Linked DNA regions of Zea mays: region 1 is linked to region 2. The links are chromatin contacts, called in public Hi-C maps. All regions are on one chromosome and are shown on one strand. Each heading gives the region's core, a stretch centred on a gene start, on an enhancer-like site or on the middle of the called end of the contact. The rest is flanking DNA. Distances are from core to core; before and after follow the strand shown. Region 1 holds the start of LOC103632575 (a long non-coding RNA gene). Region 2 holds the start of LOC100279474 (ABI3-interacting protein 2).

The links. A called contact is a pair of places that touch in the nucleus more often than the background predicts.
Region 1: a Hi-C map of leaf shows a contact between it and region 2, with 2.0 times the contacts expected there. The contact joins the enhancer-like site here to the promoter of LOC100279474 in region 2. A contact is called at or near these places in 7 of 25 Hi-C or Micro-C datasets (bundle sheath, ear, endosperm and 2 more).

The regions. Positions count from the first base shown.
Region 1 is chr1:25,259,357-25,265,562 of Zm-B73-REFERENCE-NAM-5.0, forward strand. LOC103632575 (a long non-coding RNA gene) reads left to right here and starts at 566. Exons shown (of 4, transcript XR_556039.3): 1 at 566-924; 2 at 1,049-1,492; 3 at 1,575-3,121; 4 at 3,219-3,498. Within about 2 kb of position 4,340, at least 8 of the 20 cell types and tissues checked have an H3K27ac peak or open chromatin away from gene starts, as enhancers often do. A contact at or near this core is called in ear and leaf, where this site is marked.
Region 2 is chr1:25,084,929-25,091,333 of Zm-B73-REFERENCE-NAM-5.0, forward strand. It overlaps LOC100279474 (ABI3-interacting protein 2), which reads left to right and starts at 2,938. Exons shown (of 3, transcript NM_001152478.1): 1 at 2,938-3,623. The coding sequence starts at 2,960.

The DNA of each region.
Region 1 (6,206 bases), core at 3,090-5,589, 180 kb after region 2:
TTATCACATCACTATTAGCTCTACTGTTTAGATCACCAATTAGCTAAAAGTAGCTAAAAAAAGCTGCTAAAATTTATCTCATAGGATTGGAACAGGGCCTAACAGTGTCTTCAACACTGCTTCCTCTCCTTCCCCCTCCTATTCGCGTGGAGCAATGTAGTGTTTTTCACTTATGTTTCCAAACGTTGCTTCTTTCACATGTATAAGTATAAGGCTGGCTGCAGCGGTTGCCGCCAGCAGCTCCCCTCCCTTGCATGGCGTCTGCAGGGGGCCCTCCACGCGCGCAGCGCTGCCCCCTGCAGAGCCCTCTACCGCGACGTCCTCCTCTCTCTCCCCCTCAATCTAGGGGATCACTGTTTATCCCCTACAACACTGTGTTGTGGGGCCACGAGTAATTGTTAGTAGATAAAAAGTTGATAGTTGATATAGAAAATGATATTTTATAGTTGTAGTGGGGTATAGGGGAAGTATTTAGGGGAAACCGCTGTGGGAGATGGAAAAAATAGGAGGAAAATAGGGGGAAAAAGTGATATAGAGGGAAAAATTTAGAGGTAACGGTTGCGGATAGCCTAACTGAGATAGAGGTATGCTCCGCATGCTGGGCGTTAACCAGGGAGTCGACTTCCACTTTTGCCCTTCCTCTATCCATCACTCACGAGCGCTCCAACATCGGCCGTGATGGCGGCGGCTGCGCCGTCATATTCGGCAACAACAACTGAGTTTGGAGCCACGAGATCTTTGTCGCCGGCAACAGTCCCGGAGTCGCCCAGGTTCGGATCCATGGAGGCACAAATCACTGCATCGGCCACAGATCCGAAGTCGCCTCCTCGTCCTTCCTTCGCTAGATGTTCTCCTTCGCCGGCGGTCTTGTTGCTAGAGGCGCCCCCGACCTGTGCATCCGTTTCAACGCCAACTCCTCCACCAGTCAGTTCAATTTCTACAGCCTATGGTCATGTAGTGTTTTTGTATCCTTACTGTTTGATGCTCTGTTTAGGGTTTAGGGTAATGCTCAATTTAGTTAACTCTTAGTCCTTTAAATCTGTTGCAGGCTAACTCATTCGGAGTAGGTTTAGAAATTGATTGGGATTCAATTCAGCTAGACCCTAGATGGGAGGAGGAAGACTACAAGAAGTTGTTAACGTGGAAGTGGTGTATGATACACTGGGCCTGACAAATGAGGTGATGGGTGGAACCAATTGTGATGGTTGGCAAAACGATTATGGTGATGCAGGGGCAGCTATAGAATGCAAGGACATTGACGATGACATTGTAATGTTTGATATGAAAAATCCAGTTATGAGGCTTGGTAACATATATATATAGTAGCATGAAGGAGTTTAGGCTCGCAATGATCCAATATGCAATTAACAAGGAATTTGAGCTAGGCATTGAAGCTACTAGTACTCGAAGGTATAGAGGTTATTGTAAAGGGGATGATTGTCCATGGAGTATTCATGCCAGAAAAGAAGTAGAAGAATCGCCTATCATCATTGTATGACTAATTATCTTGACTTGAGTTCAATTTATTGTTTTTGCTTTACTTTAAACTAACCTTTTCACATCCACTATTGTAGGTTACTGCCATGACAGATATCCACACTTGTACATCTAGTGGTAGGTGAAGGACAAAGACACCTACTAGTGGTTGGGTTGCTGCCCAAGCAATACCTCTCTTGAAGAAGAAACCTGGCATGGGAGCCAAGGAGTTGCAAAATGCACTACATGACACTTATAATGTTCAGATTGCATATCTAACTCTTTGGAGAGGGAGAGAGAAGGCTTTGTATGAGTTGTTTGGTAGTTAGGAGGATAGTTTCCAACTTTGTTCTCTTGGAAGGAAGCTGTGTTGGAGAAAAGTTTAAGAAAGCTTACGAGGGAAGAATAGAGCAACTAGGAGATAAGTCTTTTTGGCCAAAAGTGGAGATGGCAAATGAGGTGGGGGCACCACTGGGTAGGAGAGGTGTGGGCAGACAAAGGAAAAATAGAATCAAAGGTTGCCTAGAAGGCGGTAGGGGCAAGAAAGCATGTGCAAACGAAACTGTAAAGCAATGGAAGGTAATTCGGGGACAATAAGGATGTCTTTGGTTTGAAGTCAAAGTAGGATGAGGCGGGGGCGACACCGTCCCCTCAATTTTTTGGGATCACGCCGTCACCAAAAAATTACTCCGGTATTTATTTCACCCCACGTGATTCTCATCCAAACACTATAGAAACTGTAGCCATCCCCTTCCATCCCTCCTTATACATCCAACCAAACACACCCTAAATGTTTATATTGTGGGGAGCTAGGCCACAAGAAGAACAGCCCTAAATGTCCTTTAAATGGCACGAAGAAGAGGCGTGTGTTTTATGTGTTGATCTTTGTTCCTGTTTCCTGTTCTGTTTTTTTTTTCAAAAACTTACAGCTGGTGTGTATTCTTATAGGCCAAGGAAGCAGCGACATAACTCTACTCAAAAATGGTTTTATGTGTTGATCTTTGTTCCTGTTTCCTGTTCTGTTTTTTTCAAAAACTTACAGCTGGTCTGTATTCTTATAGGCCAAGGAAGCAGCGACATTACTCAAAAATGGTTTCCTCGCGACGACAGATTTACACAAGAACCTAGAACACCGCATTTCGACAAAGTTATACAAGACCCTGGTACACCACATGAACAGCCATCGTCTTCGCAGCCACTTCCAAGGGTATTGATAAAAAAAATCACTCCAAGAAAGAGGAAGTCGGTTCCACTAAGCATGGACGAGATGTAGTATCTGTTAGTTGTATCATCCATGTGTTGTCAGCATGTGACTGCAGACATGTGCCATGTATCAGACTTATTGTATCAGACTACGTTCAGCCTACTTGTTAGTAGCTGAGTTATTGTGTTTCCTACTACGTTCAGACTACATCTATCAGACTTATTACATCTCGTTCAGACTTATGTGTTTCCTGTTTGTGCCATGTATCAGTGGAAGTCTCAATGCCCTGGGAAAAGAAGAAGAGAGCCACGAGAAAGGAAGGGGCAAAACTGGAAGTCTCAATGTCGCTCCCTGGTTAACGCCCAGCGTTCTCAGTTCCAAATGTGAAAGAACATCAGCTTTCAACCATTGATAGTCATGGATCTCCTCCTCTTGGTGGTGGTAAGGAATTTCTCCGGGTTCACAATAAAAATAGCACATTGATGGTGCGTTTCATTTTGATTTCCTGTTGGTTATATGTACATCCTGTTGGTTATAGGTACTATCACAGGCAGCAAATTGGGTAGATAATGGTATGGTGAAGAGGATAAGGGATGTTTCGTTCTCCAGGAGAGTATCTCCATAGTTGGAAAGCCACATTATATATGATGCACGTGGGTTTGGGATCCACTTGTGGAATTTTGTTTTATCATACTTTCCTGTGGGTTTTGGAATCCACTATGATACTAGCAACAGGCTAGACACATGAATCTAGAGAATGTTTCCCACAGTTCGTATTGTGCCTAGGGGAAAACTATAAATGGAAAAGGTGCAAAACAGAAATTTGAACCATAAGACTAATTTATATAAGCCTAGTAGTAAAAGACTCCAATTCTATTATAGTAGCATCATCTTGGAAACAAACTATGATTCTTGATCTATACCTATAGGATCGTATGACGCTAGAATAGACAATCAGAATGGGTGAATGATTACGGAAGCTTAAAAATAAATATCTCACCTTCTCTGAATCATAAGACTAATTTAATCCACTTTTATAATTATGGATAGGTTGCTGTTATAAAAATGTTGCTGACCCAAATTTGTAACTCTGATCGATCTCAAAATTTAACAAATTAAAGTAGATAAAATTATAAGTATAACCCAGCTAGAATCACGTTGATTGAGCTTCTGAATCTAAAGTTATTAATGAAACAAGATCGTTGTTCTAGAGAGTAACGGAAATTAATTCGGACCTAATTTTGGAATTAAGCAATAACTAGAAAAATATTAATATCCCAAACTTTGTAGAACAGTAATAGATGACTTAGTAATGATCTAGATGAATCAAAACACCAGTATCAATTGAAAACAAAGATTCAATCTAGAATCAAAACTAAAAATGCTCTTGAAAACTCTAAAAATCTAGATTAATCTCTTTAATAGATCTAATATTATGGCCTAAAACCTCTATAATCCTCATCTAAAAAAGAACAAATCTGCTCTCTATTATAAGGATCGGTCGTCCTAATCTAGCACGGAGCTGAATCCTCCTTGGACTAGTGCAACCCTTATTTGATCCGGACTTTCTTTCACTATCAGAGTCATATTCCAGCCCAATTGTACTATCCAACCGTCACATGTGGTTCATCTAGCCTGCTTCTCTCTTGGTACACTCATGTCACGCTCGTTGGGTCTCCCACATCGAAGTACCGACTAGGGTAACTATCGCATGGGCCAAGTCCACTCCAATGCATGCGATTGCGTTATGCAACGACGTTTCCATCGAAACGCCCCGCACAACATCCTCGACTAAGGACCTCAGTTCCTAATTGAACTTAGTCTCGAAACCTAGTTTTGTACCTCAGTTCCTCCCTAAACTTTGTAATGAAAACTAATTTCGTCACAGCTGCCGACTATGTTTCAACTTGATCAACACAAACACTTGCATTGTACATCAACAACACATGCATGCAACAGCGTACGAGCACATGTCCACAATTGACTCAAGATTAATTTGGTTCCTTTAGTCACGAGACTAAAGTTTAGTCTCTAAAGTAACCCGTTTGGTTCCAGTGACTAAACCGAACTAAAAAGCATTAATTGATGTGAATAATGACTGTATTACCCATATTAATTAGTGGATGTTTGTTGCAAGAAGAAAGTGGAGAGGGCAAATAAAGTAAAAATCATATTTTAATCCCTTTTAGTCACCCCTTTGGTGACTAAAGAACTAAAGTTTAGTCATCCCACTTTAGTCACCATATTTGCTTCTTCATGGACTAAAAGTGACTAAATTTTAGTTACTAAACTTTAGTCACCCCAAATCAAACGGGGCCTAAACCAATAACAATTAACCACAATATAACAATTAACCACAATATTCCAATGTCACACACACAATATTATCATCACACACGATTTCATAACACCATCTCTGATAATTAATACTAGGACTCATTACATACTAAGATATGTAATAGAACGTACACACAGGTTGACACACGTACAAACACTGGACACACAAACACACACAGTGACACACAAAACGCAGTTTTGTGGGATAGGGCATCCCTTTTCCTTACCTTTGACAGTTAATTCATGTTGTTGTCTGGGCTATCATGACACCATACGCTGGCATTCCATCGAAGACAACAACACAACGTCATCTCTCAGCTAGTAAAGCCTGATTGCCTGCGGCCTTTGAAGCGTCTTCCGGACTTCCACCATCACCCGGCGCGCGTGCATCTCGCGGTGGACCGCAGTCGGAAGCCTCTCGATACGCCGCGCCAGCTCCCTCGCATGCGCCGGTTTGGGCTGCACGTATTACATGTGTGTCGATCAAAATTAACGATCCAACGCTAAGTGCATGTACCAATCAAACCAAACTACGTAATTAACGTGTGACAGCAACGACGATATGGCTTACGTCCTTGGCGACGCGGAGCAGCTTGCTGACGACGTAGTTGGAGAAGCTGCCCTGCACGAGCTCGGCGAGGTCGTCGTCGCCCAGGGCGAGGAAAGCGTCGAGCACGAGCTGCAGCGGCGCCATCGTCGAGCGCATAATCTGGAGGAAGCACGACTCCACCACGTAGCTTCCGAACTGGTCCAACGACAGGCTCACCACGTCCGCCGCGATGCGCTTGGCGATGTCCACCTGGAGGCGCTCGCCGCCGTACTCGATGGCCCGCTGTAAGAAATAGTTCCTGCAAGAAACATGTGTTTTTTTTCTCTCTCTCAGTTCCATTCACGCACGACGATCGTGGCAATGAAAGGACGAATCGAAGGTTATTAATAGATCACCGGCGCTAGTATATAAGAGTAACTACGTACCCATATTTGCTCGTGGCGAGTGCGGTGGTGCAGTCCAGGATGTACGTCTCGATATTCTCAAGCTCTCTGTCTCTCGCGTACATGAAGCATTGTGCCATGCTTCTCGACCCAAGGGACGTGGAGAGCAGCTCGACATTGTGCACGATGGCGAACAGGATCAGAAACTGACAGAAATCAACTTATTCATTCAGAAATCGATGAACTCGACCAATAA
Region 2 (6,405 bases), core at 1,688-4,187:
TACGTCTCGCCCGAGGGCCTCCTCAGGTAGTGGGCGCATCCCTCAGCACGCCCGAGGCCCAGCTCGGGCAGGCTTCGTCGAGAAGCAACCTTGGCCAAATCGCCTCTCCAACCGACCGTATTGCAGGCGCATTCAATGCGAGGATCACCTGACACCTTATCCTGACACACGTGCCTCAGTCGGCAAGGTCAAAGTGACCGCAGTCACTTCACCCTTTCGCTGACCGACCTGACAGGAAAACAGCGTCGCTCGCTCCGCTCCGACTGTTGTGCCACCCACCAGGGTGAGGCTGACAACAGCCAAGTTCAGCCTCAGGCGCAACAGGAAGCTCCGCCTCGCCCGAACTTAGGCCTCGGCCTCGGGAGGAGGTCTCCGCCTCGCCCGACCCCAGGGCTCGGCCTCAACCTCGGCCTCGAAAGGTGGTCTCTGCCTCGCCCGACCCCAGGACTCGACCTCAACCTCGGCCTCAGGAGGAATCGCGTCCTCGCCCGACCCCGGCCTCGCCCTCAGGAGGAGTCTCCGCCTCGCCCGACCTTGGGCTCGGACCAACCGCGCCACGGGAGATACATCATTACCCTACCCCTAGCTAGCTCAGGCTACGGGGGAACAAGACCGGCGTCCTATCTGGCTCACCCCGGTAACAAGTAATGATGGCTCCCCGCATGCGTCCATGACGACAGTGGTTCTCATCCCTTTACGGAAGCAAGGGGACGTCAGCAAGATCCCAACAACACCGACAGCTGTGCTTCTACAGGGCTCAAGCACTTCTCCGACGGCCACGTTATCGCCTACGCAGGGCTCAAGCACTTCTCCGACAGCCACGTTGGCATGTACACAGGTCTCAGGCACTTCCCTACCAGACACATTAGCGCCTAGCTACACCCCCCATTGTACACCAGGACCCTCTCCTTACATCTATAAAAGGGTGGTCCAGGGCCTTCATGCAAGAGGGTCGCGCGGGAGAACGGGCTAACGAACAGGCTCACTCTCTCTCGCGCGCGAACGCTTGTAACCCCTACTGCAAGCACACCCCCTGGTGCGAGATAACACGAGCCGCGTTTTCCCCCTTGTGTTCCATCTCGCGCCAACCCATCTGGGCTAGGACGCGCAGCGACAAATTTACTCGTCGGTCCAGGGACCCCCGGGGTCGAAACATCGACAGATACTGTTTAAGATTCTTAAGTCTGGATGATGTGATAAAGTTGTTATACTCTTTTTACGCCTTTGTTACATTGTCTTTTGATATATTACATGTTGGGGGTCTTCTTCTCCGCCGAAGGTCCTCAAGGAAAAAACACCTTCGGCAAAATGATACAAAGGATTGCCGAAGCCTCCTTCAGCCTCGGTTTAGCTCCTCAAGACGAAGACTCTGTGTAGAGACGACAGTGCGGGATGCCGAAGGTTAATGGCTTCAGCCCAGACCAAGCAAAGAAGGAAAAATGACTAGATAGGCCTAGTTTTAATTACTTGTAAACAAGTGTTCGAGGGCACGAATGTAATTTTACCCAGGCTGCGTCCCATGCCTATAAATAGATGAACAGTGCCCCTGTACTGTTCACGCTGGATTGTAATCACTGTCCCGTTATTCTCGTGCCCTCACCTTTTGGCAAGCCGAAGTTATTAATGTAATACAAATATTGTTAATATTCATTCATGTTTATGGAATACAAAAATAAATAGATTATTGATACATGATTATTATTACCTTTATTCCTTTGTGTTCCTTTACTTTCTTATTTACATTCACATTTATATGATGAAATGATGAAGGTATGTCCTTCATGACCTTCGTCTGAAGATCATTATATCCGAGAGGAAATAATGCTTCGAAGGACGAAGGTCTTTAACCATTAACAATTGTGTTGCCTTGTTTTTGATTTACAGTATTTGAGAACAAGTGACCAACATTACATTTGTGACGTCAACATATGTGTGGAAAATGGATCCTAACATACATATGCTATGCATTCGATTTTGCCCCTAAAACTGGGTGTGACACTTTGTCTTCCTTCCCACCTCCTCACATGGTTCTTGGAACGTGCGCAGTCTTGATTCCTAGGACTTGGGGAGGGGTCTCCAGACGAGTTGGGGGCAGATGCGTGGGGACCTGGGCGGCGGCGGGACCTGGCCGTGAGTTGGGCGTCGGAGGGTGTGGGCATTAGAGGACTTGGACGTTGGTTGGGCGGCGATAGGAGAGAGAGATGAGGGCGGTGACGATGGACGATGAGAGATAGATAGGGGTGGCGGGAGAGAGAGCTGGGAGCGACGCGAAAATAGCTCGCGTCGGGTAACGATGGGAAAAAGGTGCGGGTCAGCTAATCGAGCGTGCGCCGAACAAAAAATTTGGGTCGACACCTCTGTATCGAATACTCAAAAAATACTACAGTTTCAGTAAAACCATAGTATTTAAAAGTCTGTTTTCTAATGATCTCTTGAATGGGTTCTAATCTAAAATACAGTAATATTAGCAGAAACTCCACTTACGTACAGGCCTGAGTTTGACGCACATACATTGGCAGCCATGTGCAAGCCGTGCCCGACTGCCCGCCTCGGTCGAGCTCGTCCAACACGCGACACAACACGCGACACCGCAACCGGTGCCGACCTCGGCCGCTTGCTGGCACCACCTCTGCTGCTTGCCTGCTTCTGTCTGGTGCTGTATATGAAATCTCGTGCCATGCATTCATTTATTTCAGGACAAAATTTGAATCGTGCGATTATTTTGTTATGGACGGAGTACGTTTTTAGGAAAACGCAAATGAGATGGGAACTGGGCCGGAGTGGCCAGCCGAAATAGGCCTCCACAATTATTGGATAAAAGAAAATGGGCCGACATGAACGGGCGGGAACATTTTCGGGCCTTCCCTGGCCCGACTCTTCGACTTTTTTTTAGGAGGAAAGAACACAGACCACGCACCAGGGACCTCACCGAGCACAGGTAGGGTTTCGGCCACCAGCCATGGCCGACTCCGCGCCGTCCATCCCGGGCGTCATCGCCTCCCTCCAGGCCTACTCCACGGCCCTCTCCGCCTTTACCGCCGCATGGCGTGCCGTCGAGACCCACGCCTCCACCCTCGACTCCGCCCTCGCCGCCCGCCTAGCCGGCTTCTCGGAGCTCGAGCTGATCTGCTCGGCGATGGACGGAGCCGGCCTCCGCGCGTACCTCACCGAGCACAGGGACGAGCTCAAGGATCCCACGCGCGCCCTCGACGCAGCCCTCCAAGTTGCGCCCGACCCGGGGCTTCTGGTCCTCTCCGCGGCAGCGAGTTTCTGCCGCACGCTGCCGGAGGTGGCCAAGAGCGACGGTAGCGTCAAGGCGTCCTGCCGCCTGCTCATCGCCTTGCTCGACCGGCTGCGCGCGATTGGTGTCAAGCCGTCGCCTGAGGCGCGCGAGGAGGCCAGAGCTGTTGCGACGGACTGGAAGCGAGGCAAGCGGATCGGGACGGAGACGATGTTTAAGCAGGAGACGTTCGCCTTCTTGCATCTCGTGGGAGTGTTTGGGCTCGTGGAGGATGTGGGCGGTACCAGCGAGGTGCTTGATCTTGTCGTGTCGATCTCAGGTCGTGAGCGCGCCGTTGATGCGTTCGTCGTCCTGGGCCTGGACCTCGACCAGCATATGCCAAGTAAGTCACATTTCTCTCTTTCTTGGACAAGGAGGAGGGCGGTAAAATGTCTTGTTTAACCAGAGGAGTGTTTCTCAGGATGCGTATGAGTGATAGGTTAAGGGGTGAATTCTGTGTCTTGGTCTTGTGAGTAAGCTATTGCTTAAAAATGATCAACTCAATATCAGGATAGTTAGTGACCTTTAGTTCAATTGAATAATTCTGTATAATTCCTAAGTTAGCACTCGTTCATGCTTCAATCAATTCAATATCAAACTTCATGTCACTTTCTTATTATTCTGAGTTGTTATTCCTATTACATAAATTTGCCCCATTCAGGTTCAGATGTACTTTCCTGTTCTATCACATTCAACTCAGCTCGGCCTTGAGATATTTGTGAAATGAAAAACCAGACATTGGCATGCAACTGAAGTGAAAAAAATGTTAACCATTGTATCAGAATCTGTTTGCTTGGAATTCTTTCTTTCATGGTTTGTGAGCTAAGCTGGCGGACATGCTGTTGGTCCTGCTTCCTAGATCTGATTGTCATTATCTTATAAATATGTTCTATGATTGTATGCCTTCTGTTGTTTTGGTTGTCTTCCGGGCTGAGTCCTGTGTGGTCATCACAAGGGATGGGTTTCGTTGTCTAAATTTTGAAGTATCTGGTGATAGAATTAATAGACTAAAGAACTTATGAAATAAAGAATGTGTTGATCTGTTCTCCGACGGGATGAATACATAAACAGAGAGGTAGTCATACCTTCTTGCCCTTGATTAAGGGCAAGATTAGCCAATTGGTTAACGTCCTGGGTAGAAGGTGCTCCTGCATCTTATCGTCCTAGCTCCTGGTCACCACCACTCTGCACATTAGGACTTCGTGGAGGAGTGTTAGGGATCTGTGCCGTGGGTACACCGGAATTCACTAGTGCCATAGAAATGAATTCTTAGTTCTCTAAAAAATGGTTAAGAATTGTAGAAAAATATTTTATGAGACAAATTTTTTTTCTGGAGATATTTATGGACTATTTAGTTTTTGCTACGCAATTTTGGAATATTTTATGCATTTTTGTGTTAATTATGAAGCCAAAGTGAATTAATTTTCATTAAATTGCATAGAAATTTAGAAATAATGTGGTAATTTAATGTTTGACCAAACTTTAATATTTTTTGTGCCACATTTAGAACATAACCTTAATTTTCTATTTCATCCAACGTCGTTTTAGAATTTGAGTCAGAAAGTTGGTATTAGTTGCATGATTGTTATTTAACCAACATCGAATATTTAATACATGCAAGTATTTTTTTCTCGAAAAACGCAGGAGAGCTGCGCATCATTGTATTAATAAGAAGGGGAAATTAAGGTCCAAGAGGACCAGTACAAAAAACCACACTATGGTGGCCAGCAACAAGTATAAATAAAACTATCCATAGGACTAGGATACAAAAAGACGACCAAGGAAAAATTAGGTCGGGCCTGCTGCGCCTAGAGCAGCAGCAAGTCCAAGGCTTCCGAGGTGTTTGGCACCAGCCAGCACCCATAAGGATAGCTCGTCGATGAAGCTTCTATGCACCTTGCCAATGGTTGGTAAATCTCCATCGAAAATAACTCTGTTTCTATGCAACCAAAGGCACCATGCTCCCAAAATAATGGCACTGTTGACTCCCTTTCTCTTGCTTCTGTGCACCTGAATGGTCACTAGTCCCCACCAATCAGCAAAATTAGTATCTTCTGGTCCTGGAGTTAAGTGGCCCATACCAAAGGGGGAGAGGATGCTATGCCAAAACTGCCTGGCGAAGACACAACCAGTCAACAGATGCTGAACTGTTTCTTGCTCTTGTTCACAGAAAGGGCATGCTTCCGGATGGGGAAGACCTCTTTTTTGCAGCCTGTCAGCTGTCCAACACTTATTCTGCATGGCTAACCATAAAAAGGTCTTGCACTTAGGAGGAGCCCACGATTTCCAAAGTCTTTTCCAAGGTTCGAAGGTGATGGAGCCCAAAAACAGAACCTTGTAGCAGGACCTAGAAGAGAAAAGGCCCGAAGACTCGAATCTCCACACATGGTGATCCTCCTGAGAAGTGAGCACGATCTCACCCAGGGTGTCCCAAAGCGTAAGATATTGCTGTATCCCTACAAGGGAGAGGGTTGGCTTGATGTCCCTGACCCACGACATGCCCTCTAAGGCTTGATGCACTGTCCTGGTAGAGGCAACCTTTTTATCCACCTTTGAGATCACTTCAGGTGCCAGCTCAGCGATAGAGCACCCATTTATCCATCTGTCCCTCCAAAAAAGGGTGTTATTGCCATTTCCCACATTAGTGTACATCGAACTGGCCACTAGTTTCCTTACTTGTGACTGAACAGGGAGATCCAATCCACTCCAAGGCCTATTCGGGTCAGTCTTGGAGAGCCAAAGCCATTTAGCTTGCAACGCCCAACTCTTATATATCAGATTTGGGATACCAAGTCCACCAAGGTTCAGCGGTCTGGTGACTTTATCCCACGCCACCAGGCAATGCCCACCTTTCACATCTTTTCTACCCTTCCACAAGAAACCTCGCCGAATTTTGTCAATAGCACTGATAACCCACTTGGGAACGTTCATGGCGATGAAAAGATATACGGGGATTGCAGAGAGCACGAACCTGACCAAGGCTGCCCTGCCAGCAAGGTTTAGCAGTGGAGCCTTCCAACCGGGCAGCCGGTTAGCTATCTTGTCAACCCACTGCAAAAGGTCCCTTTTCCCTAACTTCTTATCAGAAATAGGCAGCCCCAAATAGTTGCATGGAAAAAAAGCCG